2 separate regions of the Mus musculus genome follow, and region 2 is linked to region 1. A link is a contact called in public HiChIP or PLAC-seq data. All regions are on one chromosome and are shown on one strand. Each heading gives the region's core, a stretch centred on a gene start, on an enhancer-like site or on the middle of the called end of the contact. The rest is flanking DNA. Distances are from core to core; before and after follow the strand shown.

What was found. HiChIP or PLAC-seq counts read pairs in DNA pulled down with a chosen protein or histone mark.
Region 2: an H3K27ac HiChIP or PLAC-seq map of embryonic stem cells shows a contact between it and region 1, with 13 read pairs. The contact joins the promoter of Tmbim1 here to the enhancer-like site in region 1. A contact is called at or near these places in 5 of 39 promoter capture datasets (the HPC-7 cell line, embryonic stem cells, macrophages and 2 more), 1 of 15 datasets of contacts at CTCF or cohesin (the NIH/3T3 cell line), 5 of 115 datasets of contacts at active chromatin or transcription factors (the SCID.adh cell line, embryonic stem cells, extraembryonic endoderm stem cells and 1 more) and 3 of 9 other capture datasets (adipose tissue, liver and pancreatic islet).

What each region holds. Positions count from the first base shown.
Region 1 is chr1:74,255,143-74,258,979 of GRCm38.p6, reverse strand. It overlaps Arpc2 (actin related protein 2/3 complex, subunit 2), which reads right to left. Exons shown (of 10, transcript NM_029711.2): 6 at 2,929-3,022. Among named protein-coding and RNA genes, the nearest start is that of Arpc2, 21 kb to the right of the region's middle. Within about 2 kb of position 1,944, at least 23 of the 459 cell types and tissues checked have an H3K27ac peak or open chromatin away from gene starts, as enhancers often do. A contact at or near this core is called in embryonic stem cells and extraembryonic endoderm stem cells, where this site is marked.
Region 2 is chr1:74,302,395-74,306,231 of GRCm38.p6, reverse strand. Tmbim1 (transmembrane BAX inhibitor motif containing 1) reads left to right here and starts at 1,896. Exons shown (of 12, transcript NM_027154.5): 1 at 1,896-2,109. All of the region lies in intron 2 of Pnkd (paroxysmal nonkinesiogenic dyskinesia), which reads right to left.

The DNA of each region.
Region 1 (3,837 bases), core at 695-3,194:
ACACAGTGGCACACTTTAGAACTCAAGAGACTAAGGAGGGAGGACCACAAGTTACTGGCCAGCCTAGGCCACAGTGAGACAGTCTAAGAAAACGGAAGTGCTCACTTGAGTAGCTACACGAACTAAAACTGGAACATACATTACAAGGTCAACATGGCCCCTGTGTAAAAATGAAACGCAAATTTCATGCTTTTCTTACTGGTCCCAATGTAACAAAGTGTGTGTCTTGACACAAGCAATTGTCAGATGTGGTGACAGATCCTCTAATTCCAGCACATGGGTGGTGGGGGGAATGGACTGCTCCAAATGTGAAGATAGCTAGGTAAACACATGAGCTCCAGGCTAGCCTGGGCTGCACAGTGAGAGGCTGCCTGCTTTAAGAAAACAGCCAGGCAGTGGTGGCACACACCTTTAATCCTAGCACTTGTGAGGCAGAGGCAGGCAGATTTCTGAGCTTGAGGCCAGCCTGGTCTACAGAGTGAGTTCCAGGGCAGCTACGGCTACACAGAGAAACCCTGTCTCTGTGCAGAACAAAACTAACTTTTCCTGGACTCAGGAAAAATCCTACTTGATTAACTTGGTCTTTGTGGTCACCAAAGCGAGTCACTCTAGCCTCTGGTATGGAGAAGATGGCAGAGGAGATGGGTCGCACATCACTGGCTAGAAATACTGGCAGCACGAACAAAGACCCAAAACCAAAACTACTACAGTAGGTTTGCTTTCCGTTTTAGGTAACTGTCTTGCCACATGAATGTTGAAGAGCCTAAATTCATATTCTCCTCTACACACACAAAAAGAACATTTACAAAATCCTGCAGTAAACTCTAGGGGGTAACATTTGTTTGAGGTATAAAAATAGCTTGAAATTTTCCAGGCACAAAGTGGAAAAAGACTTACAAAAAATTACACACACATACCCTCCAAACCAGCCAAATCTAAATGCATACTTCATAGTTTTTAAAATTAGTTGCTAGTCTACATTTAGCCCAATTTCTTTTTTTTTTTTTAGCATTTTATTTATTTATTTTTTTAGATTTATTTATTATTTATTATATGTAAGTACACTGTAGCTGTCCTCAGACACTCTAGAAGAGGGAGTCAGATCTCATTACGGATGGTTGTGAGCCACCATGTGGTTGCTGGGATTTGAACTCCTGACCTTCGGAAGAGCGGTCGGGTGCTCTTACCCACTGAGCCATCTCACCAGCCCTAGCCCAATTTCTTAACTAATGTATTTAGTTCCCATTAATTCTGCAGAAAAAATATTATGAAATGTCTATCTAAGGGCTGCTACGAGTCAGATATTGAGATTTTCGTTTTCTTTAGTAAGCCGAGAACTATCAAATGCCCAAGTGTCAACCTTCAAGTTTCTCTGCACAGGGACTCCTAAACCAGTATCTGATTAGTTAGTCCCAGTACAAGGCTGTTACTGAGGACAGCGTTTTGAACGTGGCCCTGGCTAGGTAGGGGCAGCTGTGAGAGGCACAACTGTCTTTCAGGTCAATGCGGGGGAGGGGAGGAGAGCCTGTTTCAGAATTTTCTTCCTAAGGAAAAAAAAATTGACGTAAGGCCTTACTATCTATAGCCTAGGCCATTGTGCAGTAAAGTAATCCTCCTGCCTCAGGCCTCTAAGTGGCTGGATTAGAGGCTGGGCCACGAGCCTGGCTGCTTCAGAATTAAAAAAATAAAACCGCATTCACCTTCTGCCAAGGATAGGTAAATGTATTAAAGCTTTAAAAAAACTAACCAATGTATTAAACTTGGAATGTTGACCTACCTCAGAAGGCAGTGCCTGAATACCTCCTGACCAGTAAGCTCTCAGTGCCTGAAGACAGTGACTGGCCAGCAGACAAAACGACACTCAAGAAGGGTCTAGAATATGCCGAGTCCCATTGCACCAAAACCCCAAGGACAAGATGCTCTTCTAAATCACAAGACTTCCCAGCAGGAGGCAGGCTCCGGCCACTCCCTTAGCCCCTGGCACCGCTCTCCTGTCAATCAGGCTACAGCTCCATCCACTGTTTGTTATCTCCTACTCTGGAATTCATTACTAACCACTCTGAAAGGCAAGGGACCTAAACCAGTAGGCCTTGCTACAAAACTGAGCAAACACAGACATAAGGAAATGAGACCACACTTCAGACCAAGGACTCCATCATAGAAGGAAGGAAGGATAGTTACTATTCAGTCAAAACTAATCCACCCTCTTGCCTTGTCCTGTCAGAGCCATCAACAAGAAACAGGCATTCGGGTTTGGGTGGGGGGCCATGCTGGTTGGCTTTTGTCAACTTGACATAAACCTAGACATATCAGGGCAGGGGAACCTCGTGGAGAAACTGTCTTTGTTAGGACTGTGCTGTAGGTATGCTAGTGGGGTGTGTTTCTGATTAATGACTGATTTGTAGGGACCCAGCTCTTCCTGTAGAGTGACGCCCTGAGCTGCTGGTTCTGGATTACATAAAGAACCAGGCTGAGCAAGCCATGGGGATGAAGCCAGAAAGCAACACTTCTCAGGGTGTCTGCTTCGGTTCCTGCTTCTAGGTTTTGAGCTATCAGGACTTCCTTCAGAGGTGGACTGTGACCTGGACGTCTAAGGTGAAATAAACCCCTTTCTTCCAAGTTGTTTTGGCCAGTGTTTTATCATAGCAACAAAGAAACAAACGAAGACAGGTTGTTCATTACATTTTCAAGTTTCAACACTAACAGAACTGATCTTTTCTAGGCCTTGGAGTATATGACATGTATGTTGTTCTATTTCTGTTACCAATTGCCCAGGCAATGGAGGCAAACCTGGGACCTTATGCATATCAGGCAATGCAATGCTCTACCGCTGAGCTTCAAGTCCAGACCATCTGGTGGCTGTGTACATAGTATGTGAAGATTGAACTTCCTACAGCACAATTTCCCCTCTAGATTTTTGCTCCGTACCTGCATGAACACCTTTCCGATGACCACATCGTCGTCATCTTTAAAAACCGTGCTGAAGACTACTGTGACTCTGTCTTTCTTAGATTCCACATACCTGAGGGCACAAAACTCAGGAAGTAAGAACAGCATTAGAAGAACTGTTCCTAACCTCACCTGCAAGTGGAAGGGTGAAGTCCAAAGTTTCTAATCAATAAAACACAGGTAAGCCAGAGATAGTATTTGGAGTCAGGAAAGGCAGGGCAATAAACGTATTCCCAAGGAAAAGAAATTAACAAAGCTAGATTCATTTATCTTGTATATACTAGGCATTTTAAGTTATTCTTAGAATGTCACTTATTTAAAAAAAAAAACTCTTTATGTTTAGCCTATGGTGTCTGAATTATCTGGGACATCTTTAAAATTTGTTTATGTGTTTATTTAATTTGATATCTATGGGGTGTTTTGTCTGTCCATAAACCTGTGCACATGTGTGCCCAATGCCCTGGAAGTGGAGTTACAGACAGTTGTGAGCTGGCATGTGAGTTGAGAACTGAACTCGAATTCCCTGAGAAAGCAGTAAGTATCTTACTGAAGAGCTGAACTATCTATCTCCCCAGGCGAAGGGAAGTGCTTTTCAGTAAAAGAATTCAGAAAAATGGTGCCCTGAGCATAGAGACTGCTCAGTGGTTAAGAGCACTGGCTGCCCTTCCAGAAGGCAAGAGTTTAATTCTCATACTACAAGGCGGCTGACAACCACGAAATACCACAACACATAAAATAACAAGGAGGTCTAAAAAATAAACACATTTAGAAAAATCATAAAATTAGTGCCTTAAAGGAAAGCATAGGATTTTCTTTTCATCTTCTGTCAACTTTAGATGCTGAGAAGTGGTCTATTTTCTTCCTTATCATTTATATCCCAGATTAAGA
Region 2 (3,837 bases), core at 647-3,146, 47 kb before region 1:
ACTAGAATTCCAGTGACTGTGTAGAGGGTGGAATGTTTGCTGGTCCAGAGCCTCGTTACAATTGATCTTGGGTTGTCTTCAGCCCCTAAATAGCCATTCCTTGCCTACCTCTGTGGCCTAACATTCAGTGACTAATAGATGAAACCCTTCTATCAACCCAAAGGCTGAGTCTCATCACACAGCCCTGAGGCCTAGAGCTATAGTTGAGATGATCCATTTTGCTATAACTTCCTACTTAGTTTTTCCAAATGTCCATTTGAAAAGTGCCTCAACTAACACTTTCTTTTCTACCGATATAAAAACTTTATCAAACTTAGTATGGTTATGCACACCTTTAATCCCAACACTCAAGAAGCAGAGGTAGGCAGTCTCTCTGAGTTCCAGGGTAGCCTAGTCTCCATACTGAATCCCAAGTCAACTAGAGTTACATGGTGAGACCCTTAAAACAAAACCAAAACCAAATCAAAACACCCCTGTGGTGGTTTGAATGTACTTGGCCCAGGGAGTGGCACTATTTGGAGGTTTGGCCTTGTTAGAGTAGGTGTGGCATTGTTGGAGGAAGTGTGTCACTGTGGGCATGGGCTTTAGGACCTTCATCCTAGCTGCCTGGAAGCCAGTCTTCTAGTGACTTTCAGATGAAGACTTAGAACTCTCAGCTCCTCCTGCACCACGCCTGCCTGGATGCCGCCTTGATGATAATTGCCTGAACCTCTGAACCTGTAAGTCAGCTCCAATTAAATGCTGTCCTTATAAGAGCTGCCTTGGTCATGGTGTTTGTTTACAGCAATAAAACCCTAATTAAGATGACTTTCCAACCTCCTCAAAACTTCACCAAACGATTCCCATGTTGGAACACAGACTTTTGGATAACCTATATTGGTTTTCTCTGACCATGGCCACATATTTGGCTCCTCTTAACCTCTTTGAGGTAAGTTATTTTATTATTAACATTCCCAAAATATCTGGCATTACGGGCACATGCCACTTCCACTGTTTATGCAGTGCTGGAGATGGAACCCAGGACTGCTCGCACCCTAAGCCAGCATACTGCCAACTGCTATAAGATTATTTTTACTTCCCAGTCACACATAGTGAGCTGTTAGTGTAAACACACCATGAGGTTTGCAAAACAGAAATTTCCTAACCTAGCACATCCCTGTCATTAAGTGACACATGACTGATTCCAAGCATAGCTTCGGAGTCTCATGCCTGTGTTTGAAGTTTTACATTTGAAAAGGGCGGTTAGCTTACAAGCACAGAATTCTTAGTCACCACAGACTTTTTTGTGACTTAAATTTTTCTTTTCTTTTTTTTTCTTTCTTTTTTTTGTGACTTAAATTTTTTTTTCACGAAATAAGAAGTTTTAAGAATGAATTGATATAAACATAGCATAGCCATGTGATACAATATTGTGCATCATTGAAACTATTCTTTTGTTGTTTGGTTTTCCTGGCATGGGGATGAAACCCAGCTGGGTCTCTCACATGGAAAGCCAGAGATCTACCACTGACCTACGCCCCTAGACCGAAAGTGCTGAAGATCAGTTAGTGACAAAAAAGAAAAAGAGGGAAAAAAAATCAGTGAAATCTGACTATGTGAAACCAGGGTCAGTAATTGCAACACTTGGGCTGAGGCCGGGTGACAAGTGCTGGAGACCAGCCTGAGGTACATAGCGACATCGCTCTTTTACCCAGAATACAAACAAACAAAAAAACAAACCCAATAACAACTTTTAAGACAACAGGATTAGCTCTAAAGCCCCTAGCGCAAATCGCTGATATGTAGGCACTGATGACGCATAAATAGCACTTCTTACTGGGGTGGAGTCTGGAATTCATGGAAAGAAGTTATTTTTTTCCCAGTGAGTTTGGGTTTTCGCTGCGAACCGGCGTTGCTTCCAGTAAATGTGAACCACTCACACCTGGGTCGTGGTTGAGGTCTGGAGGGGACCCCAGCGCTCCCTGGAGGTCTCGGGGTGCCGGGCGGCTCCTCCCCACTGGCGGCGGAGAGAGACGGGGCGGGGCACGGAGCCCCAGTCCAGCCCGGCCCAGCCCAGTCCTCGCCAGCGCCCGGAGGCCCAGGCGGATCTCACGGTCCGGAACAGCGCAGGCAAGTGAGGGGGCTGCGGCCGTTGGAGGTGGGGACCCGAGACCGGCGGGGAATGGAAGTGGCCTGGGGCGGCGCTGCGCCCAGGCGCCCGAACTTTTCTGGCACGCGCGGGCCGACTCCGGTCGTGCTCCGGAGCCAGGCTAGGGTCCTTTCGTTCTGCCTGTTCCGGTCTTCACTTTCCATGTGCGCCCGGGCAGGACATATGGCCCGGGCTTGTGGCGCAACCGCATTCGGTGCGCACCCGCGAGCTGACCCGCTTCTTGTAGGGTGCTCCTCTCAGTGGCTGAGTGGCTTGTTTGTCTGAGGACGTGTCCCCCACTCCGGGGCCCCAGAGTGGCCGTGCAGCAAGTGAGAATGGAGGCGGTCATGGTCCTCAGCTGGTGGGGAGAGGGAGGGAGGGAGCCAGCCAGAGGCTTGGAACCCACCCGGGGCTGTTCGAGCTTGCCCTGGCGTCACCAGGCTGCGTAAAAACTGGTGATGAGAATCTGTCTAAGGTGGGGGGTGGGAGGAGGGAGCCCTAGCTCAGAGAAGCCAGCGGGCCAACCTAAGGTCTAAAGAAGAAGCCATTCCTACTCCTAACCTGGCCTGCTCCTGTTCCTTTGCTCTGTAATTCAGAAGCCTACCAGAAAGTACAGTCAAGCTGATGAACTGTGGTTGGTTGGTTGGTTGGTTGGTTGGTTGGTTGGTTTATTTATTTATTTATTTATTTATTTATTTATTTATTTGAGACAGTTTCACTCAGTAGCCCAGTCAAGCCTTGAACTTGTTGCCTCAGATCCTTAAGTGCTGGGAGTATTACAGGTGAAAGCTGTCTTGCCTGGCCCTGGTGACCTCTTTAGGTCAGAATAAAAAATAAAAAAAAAAAAAAAAAAAAAAAAGAAACAGGGAAATGGGAAAAGGGAAAGCAGGTTTGGGAGGGCCAGGAGGGAACCAGAAAAGGAGGAAGGAATGGAAGGCTCTCTGCCAAGGCAGAGCCTGGACTGTCTTCACCAGGTCTTGTTCCCCGGGGCATCCTTCCCCAGTCACTCACTCCACTGTGGCCTATGGGTGGTGGTACCCATGGGGCTGAGGGTCAACCTAAACACCGGATAAGTGGGGAGAGCTGTCATGGAAGGTCTGGCAGGTGTCTGGTTCTCTGAGACTCTGAAATATTTATCTCAGTGGTGAGCTTTGGTTTCAAAGCTGGTGTCTTTGGCCTGGCCAGTGGTGGCTGGGCAAGCCAGGTGCTTCTTTGTGCTGCTTTGTCTGCCTTAAACAGGCCACCATACTCCCTCTCCTCTTCACTTGCCTGTTCTTACCTCTCCAGTCATGGGGCCCTGGTCTTGCTTTATAGTTTCAAGGGAGGTGAGACCATTGCTTCAAGGGTCCTGATTTCCTGTCTGACTTCAGGGCTGCTCATGTAAAACTGGGCAGATCAAAGAGGTAATAAAATATTAGTTGGCAAGTAGTTGGAGAAGCTCATGGGCTAGGGTAATAGGCACTTAGGCTCAGCTTCCTCGGTAAGAATGGGGGATCCTCAGATAGAAGCCATCTATAGCAGAGCACCTCCCAACCCAAGACCTCTCACCATGGGCCCTTAAGACAGAGTAAAAGCACCGGGACTGAGGGACTGAGTGTGTGGTGGAGTGGCCTGAGTTATAGGGCAAGTGCCTGCCTCACAAAACAGTAACAACACTGGGGCACGGCACCTCATCCTTCTCAGAAGAAAGGCAAAAGGAGGATTGCAGG